2 separate regions of the Rattus norvegicus genome follow, and region 2 is linked to region 1. The links are chromatin contacts, called in public Hi-C maps. All regions are on one chromosome and are shown on one strand. The core of a region is the stretch at or near the end of the contact, and the rest is flanking DNA. Distances in the headings are between cores, read along the strand shown.

Evidence for each region. Hi-C and Micro-C count contacts between places; a contact is called where the count stands out from the background.
Region 2: a contact with region 1 is called in a Hi-C map of the Rat2 cell line, with 2.3 times the contacts expected there. The contact joins two enhancer-like sites.

What each region holds. Positions count from the first base shown.
Region 1 is chr17:69,113,764-69,119,467 of GRCr8, reverse strand. No RefSeq gene overlaps it. Among named protein-coding and RNA genes, the nearest start is that of Klf6, 340 kb to the left of the region's middle. Within about 2 kb of position 3,122, at least 19 of the 93 cell types and tissues checked have an H3K27ac peak or open chromatin away from gene starts, as enhancers often do.
Region 2 is chr17:69,262,981-69,268,684 of GRCr8, reverse strand. No RefSeq gene overlaps it. Among named protein-coding and RNA genes, the nearest start is that of Klf6, 190 kb to the left of the region's middle. Within about 2 kb of position 2,319, at least 11 of the 93 cell types and tissues checked have an H3K27ac peak or open chromatin away from gene starts, as enhancers often do.

The DNA of each region.
Region 1 (5,704 bases), core at 1,873-4,372:
ATCATCTTCTTCAGTTTCTCATTTCTTCTATCATCTTGGCGCCCTAAACTTATACTCAGCCTAAACCTCCTCCCACATGCAAGAACTGAATGAAGAAGAGAGTCAAAAGGGACAGCATTGTTCTCAGTCAGCTATCCATCAAGCAAAAACAAAAGGAGATGCACACACATTCATACTTGAGCTTCCTAACGTGAATCGATAAGAGACCAATGCCGTGAGGAGAAAGGAGCCAGGTAAGGAAAGTCAGCTGTGGTGGTGACTCCATAAACGCACTAGTGAATGTGACAAAGACAGAGAACACGGAGACTCCTCAGCTAGAAGACTCCACATTTGAATATCGTGGGAAGGGCTCTGCCAGGGAGATGTTTAAAATTCAGTATGGCATTTTAATTAAATTACAACTCTGAATTAGACATAAATCAACTTAGACCCACTTTGGCTTCATTTTTAGCACAAAGAGCCTATCATCTTTTAACATTTCATTCAAAGCTAATTAAATATGGATTTATGACTCCGGGTACCTGGAAATACTGGGGAACATTCAGAACTTGCTGACCCACTGGGAAGGTAACTATTTTGAGGATCCTAACTGAATGTCAAATATTTGCTGTAGCATGCTGCTTCACGGAGCTAAATGTGTTTGCTGGGTGTGTAAACACATCTCATAAAACGCTCATTGTTTCTCTCTACCCCTGGTAACAGTGTAAAGTCACTACAAACTGAAAGTCTCTGTTTGCCGCCAACACGATTTCAACACAATGACTCCGGTTCTCCCACTTTGCAACCCTTGGCATTCCTGCTCCTTGAAATAGGAGAGCATGGTCATCGCCTCTTTAAGCAGACTTTTTTATGTTCCCATTCTGTCCCCAGCAGAACTGTGCTAAAAGGGATTTTCAGTTCTGAGTATAGGTTAGTAAATCCAACCGGGCTGGGTTTTTTCGAATGCTTGGTAATCCAAAGTCAAGGTTTGTCTCCACTCCCGGATCAGAAAGAAGAAATGAATCCGGTAAAGATGTTGTTACCGCCCTGTTGAAGACAAGCCATGTGGACTTACAGAAAAATGCTGCACGATGCTTGCTTGTAAGCCCAGCACAAACGAGGTTGAGGCAGGAGGATCCTGATTCGAGATCAGCTTAGTCTACACAATGAAATGTGTCTTAACAAAATGGCTAGAAAGGGGAAGAGGAAAGGTAGGCAGGAAAGACAAAGAGGAAATGGGAAGCAGGAAAGGGGGAAGGAAAGGGAAAATGTTCTCCTGGAAACACAGCTCTAGGGATACAAAAAGAAAAGTACTCTTCTGAACAGCAGCCACGGCTGGACAGAAATGCAGGGAGCCGTATTTAACTAAGAGCACTGCTGTGTATCTTGGGAGAAAATAGTAGTTTGATGCGCTCAAAGAAAGATCTACCTTGAAATAGACAGCCTGAGCAAACTTTCTACCTTCCTTGAGTCCCTCTACACTCTGAGACACTATAGGATGTTCACAAACAAAACATTTATAGACTTTTATACATGACTAAAAATGTAATTTCAAACATTTTTCATTGGAGCAGAAGGACTTTCACTCCGGGACTCTTGTGAGGAGAAGGCAGGGCGGCATGAGACTTCAGATATAGTACAAGTAACAGCAAAGGGACATGAGACATTTGGATGAAACCTGGACTAGCATCAGGGAAAGGACTTTCATAGAACAGCCCCTGCTTCAGTCAATCAGAAACATCTTAGAGCAGTGACAGGTGGCCTTGAACTTGGCACTCAAAAACAAGACCGTTGAAATGCTGTGCCAATCACCCTCTGGTTTTGGCTTCACGCTTACACAACTCAGATTCCAAAAATATTTGTTTTGCTTCCTAGTTAAAAATAAATAAATAAAATTCCCTTTTAGAACTCAGTGCATAGCTTGCCCTAGAAAAAAAAATACCATCATATGGTCTGCAATCTGTTGCTAGGGACTGAAGTCTCTCCACTTAGTATGGGACTCTGAAGCCTGTTTCTGAGTCTTTACTCCCAAAAATGAGGGTCATCAAATGAACCTCTCTCACCAGGACCAGGAGTTGCCGGACTTTAATCCCAGATACCTGGGAGGCTGAGGTAGAAGAACTGTGAATCCAAGATTTGCCCACACTACAGAGTGAGTTCAATGCCATGCTGGGCAAATCAGTGAGACACTGTCTCAAAATAAAAAAGCATCAATAAGGTTTAGTACTCACCTAGCATGTTTAAGGCTCTAATTTCAATCCCCAGTGTTTCAAATACATAAATGTAAATAAGTACAAGTATATGCAGTAGAAAAGCTTTTCTACATGGTTGAGATGCAGTCACACCGGCGGCAGAAACCTTGGCATAGCTTTTCAACCTCTCTGACTGAGACGAAGCACACGCTGGAAACCAGGCTGCTGCTCCTGTAGCCAGTGTGAAACAACTCAAGCCATCTTAAATTCTAGTCCTCTGAGCTTCTTTATTGTTAAAAACTTGGAAGCTAACGTCAAGTCAACCCACCCCACCCCCAACAATCCCCAGGGAGGATTTCCTACATGTCTGCGTTGACCTATTGGCAAATAGAAACCCAGTATAGGGGCAAAAGGAGAGGCTTGGCCACATGTATTTCGAAAGGTATGATCTCCAGCCATGCTATGAAAACATCAACATTGCCTCCCCCACCCCCGGAAGCTGGGGAGGAAATAAGTTCTTCAGCTCACTGCTATAAGCAAAACATTAGGGGTTCCTCACCTCTGTCTACGGCATGGCAAATTCCTCAAATATCCCCTCAGATTGTGTGAACCCCTACACTTCCAGAGAATTAGAGGAGGGCTGGAGCCAAACCAAAGCAGTGTTGTCCAGCTGAGCGCCACCCTGTAGGGACCATTAGTTTCCAAAACGAAGGCAGAGGATGCATTGAGGAGGAAGGCCTCCATCAACACTCTCCCTGCTTTCCTCAGTGGGAAAAGTTAGTTCAAGCTGGACTCTAAAAAAGATTAGAGGAGCCACGGTGGTTTGTCTGCCCGAATTCTCTTCTCGAGCTTTTTTTTTGGCTGTTAGCGATGGCTCAATGAGTCATACAGTTCACAAGCAATTTTCACAAAGGGAAACACCTCTCTACGTGAAATATGATTCTCCTCTGAAGACAGACTGTGTCAAAACAACGGTTGACTCATCACTTGCTGCGAGCCTTCAGTGTTTCCTACTGGAGCCTGCACGGAGGATTGGCTTTTAGCTGTGAGCCCTCTGAAAGGCAAGCCTGTTAAAAATCAACAAGCCAAATCTCCTTGGGCTTCCCTCTCAGTAAACCAATTACTACCTACCCTTTGCGCAGGATTGGGGCACAGGAAGCCTCACCTGATTGGGGTGTTTAGAGAGCAAAGTGCCTAGCTGAGTTTAGAGAGAAGTCAAGAAGAATAGTGGTGGTTGGGTGAGGGAGGTTCGAGGGGGACGGAGGGAGATAGAAGAGAAGGGGCCAGCAGAAGAGGAAAAGGAAAGGGGGGAAAAACAAAAATAGAAAAGGGGAATAAGCTGCTTAAGGAAACGGAACTGCCTTCCTCCATGAGAAGCCATGTTAATAAATAAGCCAATGAAGAAGTAAGTTGTGGAGGCAGAACAAACCTGAAGATGCCTGGGCTTACAAGCCCGCCTAGTCTGCTGTGGTAAATTCCAATCCAAGGAGAGACTGATGAAAACAAGGGAATAGCTGTCAGAGACATTACATCCAAGCGTGTTCTCTGGCTTGCACTCTCACAGACCACATGTGCATACACACACCATGTGCACACCTGCGTACACACAAACCACTGCCATCGCAGAAGAACGAGCCCAGAAAAGAAATTAGAACTGAGGGGCAAAAAAAAAAAAAAAAGAAAGAAAAAGAAAAAGAAAAAGAAAAAGAAAAAGAAAAAAAGGAGAAAGAGGAGGAAGGGAAAAGATGGAAAGGCAGAGGGGAAAAAAGGGCTAGTTTGGCTACCACAAAAATGTGGTAAGGATAAGGTTAAGTCATGGGTGGAGTTTTGTTCTGTGGTTCTGATCCTCAGAAATCATTTTAAGCAATACATTGCTAACTGGTCTTATCTAATATGTAAATGTCAACACCCATCAGTTTGCCTCTTGTCAAACACGCAGAGCAGCAAAAGCATTTGTATTTCTCCTACAGGGTTAAAAAATTCAGGGCTTCCCACTAATCAGCAGTCTTTCCTGGGCAGCCCGGACCATTCACTTTGTCCCAGGACTTATTTGTAACTGAAGCCGAGAGCCTTTTTCTCCAAAGAAAGAAGGATCCTATGCTGAGTGTCAGTCAGATGTGGTCAGGGCTGGTTTGGGTTAGATGATTCAGCTGTTTTGTGTGTATGCGTGTGTTTCTCAAGATGCTTTCTGATACTCCTGACAAAAAAATATCTTGTGTGATCTTGTAACAAATTAAACAAAAAGACAAGCCACGGAGGGCTGACTATTTGAAAAGCCGAAACCACAAAAACCTCAGATTCCTGCTGACCTTCCAGGAGGAAGACCTGGCTGGAACTTCAGTTAAATTGTAACTTTCACGAATTCCAGCTCAGTCCGTTCATTCCTTTTGGGAGCTTAATGAGAACTAGCTGGAGGGAGACCTGGCGGCATTTCTAATTACCCTAAGGTTCATTGTACTAAATATCTTTAAAGGATTTAAGGCAAATGTCCCATCTCGGTGGCCTGTATCCAGAGGCCTCGACTGTGTTCCTCGGGATTCTTTTGACTGCCTCAGTTATCAATTAATTAAAGGATGGAAGGATGACCGTATTTGTTTGTTTTAATGCTAGCAGCTAAGTAATCCCTTCCTATGTATTTGCTGTGACAATTAACAACAGTGATTCACACATCTCGCCAAATGCTATTTTCTTTTCCAGCAGCACACACCCACATTTCTTCGGTTGCTTACTCACAGGGAAAACAATAAGAACCAGATATGTTTTTCACCAACCAGGACTCCTTGCCAGGCCTTTCCCAGACTGCTTCATGCAAATTGAATTTCCAGTGCCCCCTCGTCCGTCCTCCCTGTTGTTATGTTGGTGGTGATGTTGCCACCAGGTGTTTTCCTCTGGACTAAAGGAAACACAAACCTGGGCTTTCTCTGATCTCTTGGTAAGCTACCAATCCAAAGAACCGTGTATTTCTAGGACAGGTCTGTACAGCCCCATGATGACTAGTGTTCAGTTACTGCCCTGCCAAGTTGTAGAATGTACACAGTACTGCCTTTCTCTCTCTCTCTCTCTCTCTCTCTCTCTCTCTCTCTCTCTCTCTCTTCTCTCTCTCTCTCTCTCTCTCTCTCTCTCTCTCTCTCTCTCTCTCTCTCTCTCACACACACACACACACACACCCCACAGCTCCTTTCTACACAATCCTTCCCTCTCCCTCCTTGTCAACACTAAGAAAATCCCCTCCCAGCTGTCTGGGAAACGTTCTGCCCTGAGGAGAGGTTGGCAAATTTGAATTTGCAGTTTCTCTAAGGACTAGCAATGACAGCATTAATCTGGCTCTCATGGAAGCTGCTGTGTTATTGTTGTGGCTGCTGCTTTCCTTTGGAGAACTCCTGGGTCCTAAGGCTGGAGAGCTTAGCACGCTCAGAGAAGGAGCAGCACAACACGGTTTGCCAAGAAACATGAGACATTTCCCGTTTTCTGAGTCTGGCTCTACCCTCAACTTTAGGCCAATGTTCCTCTGTCCCTTAGGCATCTGCACTTTT
Region 2 (5,704 bases), core at 1,070-3,569, 150 kb before region 1:
CAGACCACTACCCACCCCCAGCAACACAATGATCCCCAATCCTATCTTAAGCTTTTTTTCTCAGTGATGCAGAAGTCACAAATGCAGTGTTTTGTATTTATACTTGTGAAATCCAGATGACTCCGCATGCTACCTTAGTTTCTTCTGTGTTTTCAAATAGGCTACATAGATTCCTACCTGCATGGGCGTGTATGTGTATCCTGTTCTTAATATTACACAGATATACATCTTGTATTCAATGCATGCCATTTCACACTGTTTTGAGTTAAAAGGCAGTTGGGGTTTTGCTCTGACTGTATTCTTACTACGTGACAGAATCTTTTGTTAATTTTTTATTGATTTTTTTTTGGGAATTTCATATCAGGCACGCCAATCCCACTCATCTCCCAGTTCCCGCATATCTGCCCTGGCCCTTACAGCCTTCCCCCAAAAGAAAACAAAACAAAACCAAAAATTAAAAATAAATAAATAAATAAATAAATGAATGAATAAATAAATAAATAAATAAATAAAACTGGCAACAGGTCTTCAGAAGATACAGCATGTTCTCTTTTCTCTCCGGACGTGACTTCACAGCTCATTCAAACTCTTACTGCAGGGGAAATTAATCGAGGGTTCCTCTTTATGGCAACATGAGCACCCATCCCCGGTTGCCCGCAGCTGTGCGGCCAGCTCCGATCTAACACAATTCAGTCTTCTCCAGGAGTAAGGAATATACGTTACTATCTTCTGCTTCAGGAAAATTCTCTGGGGAGGCCTTTCAGAGTGTCAGCATGTTTGCTCCTAAATGTCATAGATGTTGCATTTGTTCAGTTCCGGGGTGTGTTTTATTTGAAATAAATACTCTCATTGACAGCCTGCGAAACTCCCTCCTTTGTTCTAACAGGTAGCAAGCCGGACCCCCAGGCCTGCTTTCAAAGGTCAGCTGGAGGCGGAACTGGGCATCCATGTTAATCTGCACATGGGTTTTACACGCTGAGGCCGATGGCTTGGACCTCCTGGGCTGTTTCATTGTTCTCAAGAAATAATGGGCTGCAGAAACTTTACTGCTAAGAAAATAGAATGATCAGTAGCTTAATTGAGCTGAACATAAACGGCCCTATTTAAATCTCTTAAAATCTGCAGAGGAAACAAATCTCTCCCCTGTTGAATGTTAAATAAAAATAAATTGTTAGCAAATTTCTCTACGTTCATTGAGCCTCTTCGCCCATGCCACTAAAATCGGGGGACACTGGAGCCTTGGCATCATTATTATTTTAAAAGCCTCTGTGAGCAAGGTGCATGGTGTAAAAGTCAGAGTAGCTTTTCTGGGAAATAAAGGATAAATTTCAGTGCTAAGAAAATTGGAAAAGTCCCGAAATACTGACAAATTCAGATTGCTCAGCAGAAATTACCTAATGTAACTGGATGTTTTTTTTTTTTTTTACAGTTACACTTCATGAATCTAGCATTTCACAAGCACAGATTTCTGTTACCTTCCTTAACTATACATTTCAAGCTGCCAAAGTCAAATGAGATAAGCCAACATTTTTTTTATTAATTTAGCTCTTTATTCTACCCTAAGTGAGGATCTCCATTTGTTCCCATAATACTCTTTTCACAAGCCTATTTTATAATCTAGCCTTTCATTATATATTTTTAAATTATATGTGTAAGTGGGGTGGTAGGCACATGCAAATGCTGTGACCAAGGGACACAGATGAAGGCATCAGATTGCTCTGGAGCTAGGCTTACAGAAAGGTAGATCGGAAGCCACCTGACAGGGGTGCTGAGAAAAAAAACTAAGAGCCTTTTCAAGAACAGTATTCATTCTTAACTGAAACCTCTGAATAGTCCTTCTAGATCCAGTGTCCCAGTCTCTCTCCCTCCCTCCCTCCCTCCCTCCCTTCCTTCCTTCCTTCCTTCCTTCCTTCCTTCCTTCCTTCCTTCCTTCCTTCCCTTCTTTTCTTTTAAGATAGAGTTTCACTGTGTAGCACAGACTGACCACGAACCTTCCCGGTCTCCGTACAATTGAGAGCCCCACACCAAGAGTATTAGTATTATTAAACCAAGATGTTTCAATATGACTTTCTTTTCCCAGTGAGCTTAAAACAATTAGTAGAAACTTATAGATGAGTCAAGTACCAAGTAATACTGAACCACTCAGAGGACTACCGAGTTTGACTTCAAGAAAATATAACTTCTCTGATCGCTACATGCAATGTTTAGATTCTTCTGTGATTCATTTAAATGGCTTCTCCCTGGATGGCCAGAGAGCTGGTTTGAGAATTAGTCTCTCAGTTCATTTCCCAAGGGGATCTTCCCTCGAGCTGAACTTTTACAGATTTCAAGAACTCGGGCAGCCCTTGCCCTGTCTACTTTAGGCAGATCGACTTACGCAGCTTTGAGCTTGGCCAAGGTACTTGTTTGTTTCTTTGATGGTGATCAGATATTTACATCTTACAGACTGGGAGGCTGGGAAACCCACAGTCAAGAAGCTCCTATCTGCTGGATGTCTCCTCACTGGGTCCCATGGCATGAGGTGGATGAGCAGAGCCATCCATGTGATATGTGAGGGAGAGAGCATGGCAGTTCCTCCATCCCATCCCGCCTTCTTGTGCCAGTCAGCAATTGGCACTGACACTTCTGTGATCTTTCACACCATGCCATGATCTACACTTGGAAACCTTCCTTGTGACAAACCCATCTCTCCATTCCTCAGAAACACGTCATTTTTTACCCTTGGCCCCTACAGGCAGTTCCTATTAGGAATTTCCCCAGAACTTGTGGACTGAAAAGGAGCAACGGAATGATTTAAGGTAGACCATTTATTGATGTTTCCCTCATCTTCACTTCATCAAACAAAATGGCGAGTCACAATTAATTCTTCTCTTCAGAGTAAATGTTGTTGCCTTAATTGGGTAATGCCATGTTATTACTGTAGATTCAATATTTTACCTTTCTATGCATATAGAACCCACATAAAATAGTATATTGCTGCAAAATATCATCTTTCTATGAAACACAGGATATGAAGCATGCTTTCAATGTATTCTTTATGGATCCTCTCAGAAGCAAATTTCCTGCTTAGAGAGTTATATGGTTTCTTGTAACCTTTTCCCTGGTGATTCTATTTATAGTCTACAAATTTTGCCCAGCTTAGGTCAAGAACTATGTCAAACATTCAAACAATGTCACAGTGCTGAATTCCTGAACACGGCCCATCTCTTGGGCTTTGCTTTCATAACCGTCCTGTCCTCATGAACTGGAGGCTTGTGCTTCTATTTTGAACCAATCTGTTAGACTCATTAGCATTCCTGTTTGCTTGTCCTACATAGCAGGAGCCCTTTCCCTCTGTAGGTGTGAGAGCAAGAGCGGCGGAAAATATTCAAATTATATTGGTGACCTTGTTAACAAGGAACTTGTGAGCCCATTTACCTCTTTTGGGTCTATAATTTATAAGAAAAATATAGTTTGGCCACAGTGCTATTATTTTTATTAGGCAGATCATTTTGTCTCATTCCAATTATGATAATAAGGAAAAAGCATTTTACCATCTCATTATGAACCATAGAATCCAAGCAATAACTTAAAGAAAACAGTTCACGGTGACAATGGCAGTAATGGTTTTTGTTTTCTGGAGAAAACAAGGATAGAAAGGTGGTTCCTTTTTCCCTGTCATGGTCCAGGGCGCCCTAACCTTGGTGACCCTAACACTTCTGTGCTCCACTCTATGAACCTAAGTAATGAGCTCTCTGATTTATCTGGATAACTTGGACTATATTAACATATTTTGCTTAGATGTAACTGAACTTGTCCCATTCGGGTTCAAATTTTTGTATCAGTGTCATCCTTTGTTTAAATATCCTCATTTACTGAGCATCTACAGTGTGCCAGGTATGACACAAGGTTTGGAGCTTATGCATCTATTTACATATCAAGTACATGCAGTGTGCTCCCTGAAATATCTGTACAGGCACAGAGAGTGAAAGGTAAGGACTTCCTCTTGGGATTTTTGCTACTCTATCTAACTCCAGGCTCCTCCCTTTCAAAGCATCATAAGCAAGACTCAATGGAAACCAACTCTATCCTGGGAGAGATTGGTTAATATTAACCTCATCCCACCAATCTCTCCCTTACCTCTATCACTTCTGTTTTGCCTTCTGAAAATGAGGCTGGTGGAGCCACCTGTAGTCAGTTATCATCACACAGGCTGTACTTCTTAGCTACTTGGCCTCCCTTGAGTCACCTATGCTCCTATGAGGAGTTTCAATGTATAAGTTAATTTTCTGGTTGCTGGAACAAAGCATTTCAAGGATGGATGAGTTCAAAATGGCTCAGAGTTTAAGGATCCAGCTCAACTTGGTAGAGAAGGCAAGGAGGCTGCAGCAAAATGCAACCGGACACATAGCAGTGTTGGTCACCAAAGCAGAGCAAGATGAATGCTGGTGTTTGGCTTATTTTCTTCTTTTTACTCAGTCCAGGATCAGTCCATGATCCCAGGCATTAGAATGGCATCATCTGTAGGTAGAGTGGGTCTTTCAACTTCAAATAATCTAATCCAGAAACTCACACAGGCATGCCCAGGGGTTTGTGTAGGTAATTGTAGATCACATCAAGTTGACAATCAGTATTAATTATTGTATCCAATAAACTCATTGGCCCAACAGGCTGAATGTCAATGAAATCCTTTTCTGTCTTATTTAGAGTGAATGAATATCTGTTCACGTCTTACCACATACAAACCCACCAGAAGCACCAGAAGCAACAATAAAATACACAAATCAAACCAACATGAAAGCCCTCGTCCTATTAGTACCCAACTTTTAGAAACAAATGTCTAAAGAATGCAAATGAAAAAGTCTTCAAAAGGATGTGGAAAGCCAAAAATCCAGAACTTTCCCTTTCCTTTTTATTTAGAAGCTTCCCGTTATATTATTTGTTTTCTAGATAACTATGTTATAATATGAATTTACATCCAAAGATTTGTTAAGCCTTTTTTTCCCTCAATCGGGAAAGGTCAAAATTTAGGTCAAAGTTCCCTCAGAGTGCACTCTCGTTCATGAAGAAAAGTCTTTAAACTGTAACTCCCTCTGTGTGTTTGTATGTGGTTATCACAAGCTAATGGCTCCATGCGCCTTATGACTTCTTCAATCTATAATTTTATGGAGGATTAAAAGCGAGATACACAAATTTGCAATAAACCTGACACAATTTATGGGAGCGTTTCCTATAAGAATCGTTAAGGGATGGTCATAAATCAAGGGTGTTTCTCTTCTCTCTGCAGCGGCTGCACCTCAATAGCAGCCACCAGCTCTGCTCCAGTTAAGCAGAGAAGAGGGGCCATTGTCATTCAAGGCCACCCTTACCTGGTCTTAATAACATCTTGTAGCAAAATTAATTTACTTTAAAAATTCCTGTTGCCATAACAACTGGGTGCAGCTGTTCATGGGACTTAATGAAATTCCAGAAGGGTGAAAAAAATGTTTTAGAGGGAAGACAGACTGGATGGAGATGAACTGCCTTTAAATAATTTTATCTAAACGTTACTGGGTTGCTGAGGCCAATGCAGGGCATTGGCCCTTGGTGTATGCCTTTAATTCCAAGACAACTGAATTTTCACCATTTCAGTTCATTTTCTCCTTTCTCCCCTTTTCAGGCTTCCCCTAGGTATCTGCAGATTCTAAATGTGAGTGAAAACAAACAAATAAAATACAGAGTCTCT